Linked DNA regions of Rattus norvegicus: region 1 is linked to region 2. Evidence: chromatin contacts called from public Hi-C data. All regions are on one chromosome and are shown on one strand. Each heading gives the region's core, a stretch centred on a gene start, on an enhancer-like site or on the middle of the called end of the contact. The rest is flanking DNA. Distances are from core to core; before and after follow the strand shown. Region 1 has its middle 61 kb from the start of Tacc1. Region 2 overlaps Letm2 (leucine zipper and EF-hand containing transmembrane protein 2).

Region 1 (3,427 bases), core at 8-2,507, 300 kb before region 2:
ATGTCCTCTGTTCCTACCATGACAAATTCTTCCTAATGACAAAACTGAAGAGTCTGTGCTAAACACATGTGAGTAAAATAGGACAACTGAATTCAATTACCACTGTGCCCGTCTGAGTGGTCTGGGTTCTTGTTACTGAAACGTGAACAAGTAATCAAACAGAAACATGCATTATTTATAACAAAGTATACATTGATTGCACAGAGATACTTTGAGTTAAAGAAAATCACTACTACAGTCACCATCAAGTAACTTATGTTCTATTAAGGTGAGCTATAAAGGTTTTTAAATGTCACTGTCTCAATGTGTACAGAACTTAAGCACATTATCACTTAAAATATGACAGCCATAAATTAGAAGTTAAGATTTTTTTAACGTATGCTTTCAAGAAAAGTTACTTTTACTCAAGTACTCAAAATTATTTATAATTACATAAATTCATATTCAAATGTGTGGTGTGAATTTTTATAATTACTTGAAAAACCATTTGAGGATTCAGCTAAATTACATTAGAAGAAACTGCTTGAGAATTCAACTAAATTACATAAAACAGTTTTTTTTTTTTACTTGTGTTTTTGTTTGTTTGCCCGTTTGTTTTTCCTAACGACTGAGCCTGGGCCTCATTTATGCTAAATATATACTACTTTAAGCTATAACCCTTAAATGTTTTCAGCTTTAGCGTCGGTTCCCATCTGGCCGTTGGGGGGTTGTTTCGTTGGTTTTGGTTTGACTTTAGTTTTGGTTTTAGGTTTTGGAGACAGGGTTTCTCTGTGCAGTCCTGGAACTTACTCTGTAGACCAGGCTAGCCTCAAACTCAGACGTTCACCTGCCTCTGCCTCCCCAGGGATGGGACCAAAAGTCTGCATAGACCACCTCTGCCCATCCAGATGGCTATTAAGATAAGGGACTGGCCAGTTTCAAGCCTTGGAGAGGTAAATTGTTTAAGGTTAACACCACCAAACGTTCCTCATTCTATGTGCGTGGTTGCAGATACTGCTTTAACCCCCGAGCATCTGCAGAGAGCAAACACAGGGGATGTCCAGACTTCCGGACTCTATTCTTCGTTCAGCCCACCGCACAGATGTTATCTGAGCAGAAGCCCTGGGTGCATTAATCTGTTTGTCCTCTTACCCAAGCGCGTCAGCCATGTGACCCTGTGTTTGTCTCAACTTTGGCAGACCACAGCCCACAACAGTGACGCATGCAGATGAGGTGGTAGAGAAGCATCTGCTTGGAGTCTGAACAAGATGAGTAAACACGAGCCTCTGATTCCCACGGCCCAGGGTGTGGCCTCTATTGCCTTGGCCAAAGGTAACTCTCAGTAAGGTCATGCCTCTCCTCTCGCTTAGGACTTCTTTGCTGCAAGACCTTCCTAGCCTACTCTGAACACCCGAGAGTGTGCCCACCTCCCCCAATTGTCTGCATCCTGCCGCTTTCTGTGTTGTTCAAAGCAGCCAACTCATCCTGGAATTACACTGTATCTCATTTAGGGTTTGTTTTAAAGCAGGGTTTCAAACTAGGGCTCTGGCTCCCGGCTCGAGTGTCCGGACCGCAGGCAGGAGGTACGGTAGACATGACATTGTGTATTATGCACCGCTCCCATACCCACCACGGGTTTTTTGCCCTATTCATAGGGGCCTTTTGGCAATGATCAGATACTTGCGAGCATAAAATGTCAGGGCTGCAACTGACCCGTGCCTTTGCGCTTGCTCACTGCTTACTCCCTTGAGAAGTCCTGAGAGCTCCTGCACAGCGCTGACGCAGAGGTGCCTCGTTAGTCACTGGGAACCAGCAGACCAGCTGGAACTGAAACCAGACTCGTCAAGCAAAGCCGGGGCTCTCCCCTGGGCACTGGGATGCAGAGGCCCACAGGACCTAGCTTTCCAGCCCGCTGGGCGAGTGAGCATTTCTTCCTCAAGAGGGCGCCAACCGCCCGCATCTGAGCTGTCGGCAATTGGATTCTGAGGACCTGAATGACCCTCCGGTCCAAGAGCAGGGTTTCAAAAACACCGGAGACATTTCAGCCACACCAAGATTGGGATGCCAGTTCCATAGACCCCCCATAAGTTCCGTGTTTCTGGAAAGTCGGGAACTCTTTGCTTAACATCTTTCGGGAAGTTGAGACCTTTTCAGCCTCTGCGCGGTGGGCGTTTTGGACTAGAAAGATGAGGAGGGGGATGCTTTTCGGAGCACAGCAGCCTCGCCCTAAGGATGTGCCAGGACTCGTCCCTCCTCCCTTTGAACGTTAGGATGGGTGGAGAACCATCATCCAGTGATGTAAGGGAGAGATTCCTGTGGCCCCCACAACCCCAGAACCCGAGCTGGAAATGAGCACACCCCAGACCCAAGACAGAATTCGGGAATGTTCTGCACAGGCTATCACGGTTTCTATCCTGTAAACTTTCCTTCCAGGGATAGTTTTTACTTGTTTTATCATTTCCAAATGGTAATCGTTTGTGAATTACGTGGTCTTTAACCTCCTGCCTATAAACTCTAAGCCAGTTCAGGGGATCCACCTCCCCACCTCCACTCCCACCGCCCACAGTCTGCCTAGTTCCTATTTCTCAGGAGTCATTTATCTCCCTTTTATTGTTGTTTTCTTCTTTGGCTTCCCCCTCAGCCAGACAGGCTTAATAACTGACAGTCATCACGTAGAGCATAGTGGTGGCAGCCACCCCTCACCCCTGCCCCCACCCCCACCCCGTTTCCCCCACCTCTCTAACCCCTCTCACCCCCCTCCACCCCCCAACTCCCGCAAGGGGACGCAGTCGTTTCCCAGAGTCAGAATGCTCTGCAGTCCCGGCTTCTATTGTTTTCTTAGCAGACTCTGGTTTTGTTTCTTGGCTATCCTTGAATGAAGAAACTCTTAAACCATCATGTGTCTGCTTAGCTTTGTGTCGGAAAGAGGGGTAAACAGGAAGTCTACACCCCCACCCCTCCCAAATAAAAGTGACCAGTCAATTAGGCCTTCTAGCATGACTTAGCCCCCACTGCCCAGGCACCTTGGGGGAAACTGGATTCCATTAATCAGGCCAAAGCAGAGCTACAGGGAGGCCTGCGGGCAGCCAGAAAGGAGAGTGGGTGCCAAAGATCTGCCAAGAGAGGAAGAACAATATGGCCCGCAAGCCTGCGTGAAAACCATCTCAGCCAAGTTGCAAAGAACACATGACAATCTTTGACATTGTCCTAGAGTAGCCTGAGAGGCCTCACTGGGAGCCGAGAGCTCTGTTGCCTGGCATTCCAGCCCTACACTTGGCTGCCTCTGTTGTATTCAGGACTGCCACATTCGGAGAGATTCGCAGTGTGGGTCTGAGACTCCTACTAGGTCACCATAACAGCTTCTGAGAAACTTTCTATCCTTAGTCGCCAGCCAGAGCTGGCTCAGCGTGGTTTCTCTCGCAAAGCCATTCAAAGGATGGGTTAAAAC
Region 2 (3,431 bases), core at 657-3,156:
ATATGTAAGTAAACTGTCGCTGTCTTCAGACACACCAGAAGAGGGCATCAGATCTCATCACAGATGGTTGTGAGCCACCATGTGGTTACTGGGATTTGAACTCAGGACCTCTGGAAGAGCAGTCAGCCTCTTAACCACTCAGCCATCTCTTCAGCCCAATGTTTACCATTTTTAATAGCTTTTAATTTTTTCGAGACAAAGCCTCACTCTGAAGCCCATGCTATCCCAAATCTCACTATATTGCCTAAGCTGGTCTGGTTTCCATGGCAAGCCTGCCTCAGCCTCTCATCCCTGGGACGCCCTCTATAAACGTCCATCTTCCAGTTAGCTAGAGCACTGTGCTAAGAGGACAATGGCTCCCTCACACAGTTTTCAAGTGACAGCACTGGCCCTTTGCCCCAAATAATCTTAACACGATACAGAAGTTTTTACACTGATAGCAATGAGAACCTAAAGGAGCTAATTCTTGGTTTTCCACTGCACTGCTGCTGCTGTTAGAATACAGTGTGCTCCCTGATGGGGCTGCAGACATCCACCACCAAAGCCAGTACCGCATGCTGACTTGGAGCACAAGAGGAAAAGTAGCCAATGTGGGCTCTGAGGCGAGATCTGTCAGCAGAGCCTGGCAATGATAGCCTGCGTGTGAGACTTTCTGCCAAGACCCTACTTTGTTGTCGCCAAATTCTAAATCAGACTCGAAGATCCACCCGATGATATACACACCTCCCGGTCATTCAGGCATTAATCTAGATCAGCAGTTCTCAACTTGTGGGTCACAACCCCTTTGGGGTCAAATGACCCATTCATAGGGGGTCACTTAAAATCATCAGAAGATAAATATTTACACTACAATTCATAACAGTAGCAAAAAAGTTATGAAGTAGCAACAAAAATAATTTTATAGTTGGGGGTCACCACAGCTTGAGGAACTGTATTCAAGGACCGCAGCTTTAGGAAGGTTGAGAACCGCCGGTCTAGATGCTTTATGAAGGGATTTTACAGATGGAATTGAGGTCCCACGTCAGTCTACTCTGAGATAGATCAAGGTGAGCTTTACCTAGTCACAAGACCTGGAGGCCCAAACCAGAGGTCCAAGGTCTGAGGCCTGAGAACGGAGGGCAAACTTGGCAGATAGAAGCAGGAGCCAAGAGGGAAATACAGGTGGCTCCTGGAGCCGAGTGAGGACAGGCGGGCCGGCAGCCAGTGAGGAAACAAGAACATCCTCCTTTCTACGGCTGTAGAAAACTTGGCTCAGCCAACAAGCTGGGGGAGTTTGGGAACAGAGTACTCCCTGGGGACTCCAGGAAGGCCTCCAGCCAGCACTTGTGACCTTTGGCTGCTAAATGGCTGCCACTGTGATCATTCGCCATCAGGGTAGTTTGTGGCAGCACTGCAGAAGACTGGGTCCCTCTTCAGGGTGTGACTAGCTGCTCCATGAAATAAGGCGAGGTCTGAGTGGTGGCCTGGTTCTTTGGACTTTAAATGTTCTTCCAAGTTCCATGTGTTAAAAACATGTTCACCAGCCTATGGTTCTATTGGGAAGTGTGAGGCCTGCTGGGAAGAGGTTGGACCATTGAAGGGAATTTGGAGTCTTGTCTCCTGTTTCTTCCCTTTTTTAAAACACAAAATCCAGGGTCTCGCTTTGTAACCCTAGCCAGCCTGGAACTCACTGTGTAGACCAGGCTGACCTCAAGCTCACAGATCTGCCTGCCTGCGTCTCCCAAGCGCTGGGACTAAAGGTGTGCTCTCTCTTCTTTACCTCTTGGACACCATAAAATGAAGAAGACTTCTCTGCTGTGCACAATACTCTCTGGCATAGAACCAGAGAACGAGGACCAGGCAACCACTGGCTGAAGGCATGGGAGCCATGAGCCAAAACAAACCTCCCTCCTTCAGACTCATTTTGTCACAGCCGTGGAAGGCTGACTCACAACTTGCAAAGGAGAAGTCCCCACAAGAGGTCTGTGAGTCCCAGGGAGAAAGTCTCAGTGAGGAGGGCTGCTTGCCTCTGTGAGCTGCTGGCGCAGTTGTTCTTCAGTGAGGCCCAGCGACCTCATCCCCCGGGCCCGACACGCAGCCTGAAGTTCTGACACACTTAAAGCCTTCACCCCTTCTTTGGCAATGACCTGCAACGAGTGTAGGGGACAGTATTAGATCTTTGGATTTCAGTTTGACTTAATCCCTAGATTCCAGCAAAATTGATAGAAACCCCAAATCTGATGCTCTGGCCCTCTGGCCCTGTACGGATTGCTGTAAACCGGCTACTTAGGGAGGGAGCAGTGGAAATGAAGGGATACCTCTAACAGATGGCAATAAACCATAGTCACAGAGCTGCTCCCAGAGTCTTGTCACTAAAGTATTTCCTATCTTGGTTTGGATTTTGTCTAGTTGTAACATCTACTGTTCCTTTCAGTTTTTAGGGCTTGTTAGAAAACAAACCAATCTGTTTTGAAAAGCTTCCTGACCCCGTTGGCTGAGTGTCTTAGTGCTGTTTCCCATACTCCCTCCCCAGGAACAGCCTGGGTTCTCTGGTCTACAAGACCATTGATAAATGACAATTTCTACATGGTGTGAAGAAACTATGGTTCTTCTGGGACCAGTATTGTTCATACCACACTTCTAAAAGCAACATCCACAATCTGAATAGGGCCACTGTGTTTATGTCTTCTTTGTTTTGGAAAGCTTGCTTCTCTAAGTGGAATACTGCAGCAGCTGGCTGACATTCAGGAAAGTCTTTTCCAAGTTTTAAAGGAGCCTAATTAGTAGTTAGAGTCCAAATGGTGGCTTCCACAAAATGGCCAGACCCTGGTTTTCCTCCTAGCATTGTGTTCTGCCACCTTCTTTTCACCAGACCAACTCACCCAGCAGAATCTTTTACTTTGGCACTAGTTCCTCTGTAGGAGAACTCTGTGTGTGCGTGTGTGTGTGTGCGCGCGCCTGTGTGTGATGGGGTGCTGCCAAGAATCTACTGAGCTGGTGTTTCCTTCCTGGCAGGTCCTAAGTAGATTATACCCAGCTAATACATCCAGATTGCTGGCTGCTTACAATGACCTTCGCAAGATACAACAAACGAACACAGAAATGAATAGTAAAGTTTGAAGCAGTCATAGGAATGGTTTCTCGAGCCATTCACTTTGCTGGATGACCGTATGGCAGACCCGACAGAAAACTACGCAGTTAGCTAAGGTGCCCTCCGGGGCCTCCCTGGTGCCCACTGCTGCGGTTATGCTCTTACTTCATCATCTGCTTTTATAGACCTCAGGGTCATCAGGAGCTGGAAGCGGAGCAAATTGTTTGTGCCGAAGGCCTGCAACTCCAGCAGCTTACACAGGGCGACTAGCTGGGGTCGACGTAAGTGTTCCAGGGCTAACTGATCCTCGAAGAGTTTGGAGAAGCGAACTATCTCCTTAGTGGAGGGCTTGTGACCTGTT

What was found. A called contact is a pair of places that touch in the nucleus more often than the background predicts.
Region 1: a Hi-C map of Schwann cells shows a contact between it and region 2, with 8 times the contacts expected there. The contact joins two enhancer-like sites. A contact is called at or near these places in 9 of 12 Hi-C or Micro-C datasets (the Rat2 cell line, Schwann cells, frontal cortex and 4 more) and 1 of 1 datasets of contacts at active chromatin or transcription factors (oligodendrocytes).

Annotation. Positions count from the first base shown.
Region 1 is chr16:73,485,416-73,488,842 of GRCr8, reverse strand. No RefSeq gene overlaps it. Among named protein-coding and RNA genes, the nearest start is that of Tacc1, 61 kb to the left of the region's middle. Within about 2 kb of position 1,257, at least 27 of the 93 cell types and tissues checked have an H3K27ac peak or open chromatin away from gene starts, as enhancers often do. A contact at or near this core is called in Schwann cells, where this site is marked.
Region 2 is chr16:73,183,731-73,187,161 of GRCr8, reverse strand. It overlaps Letm2 (leucine zipper and EF-hand containing transmembrane protein 2), which reads right to left. Exons shown (of 10, transcript NM_001012158.1): 6 at 3,236-3,431; 7 at 2,007-2,126. Among named protein-coding and RNA genes, the nearest start is that of Letm2, 14 kb to the right of the region's middle. Within about 2 kb of position 1,906, at least 18 of the 93 cell types and tissues checked have an H3K27ac peak or open chromatin away from gene starts, as enhancers often do. A contact at or near this core is called in Schwann cells, where this site is marked.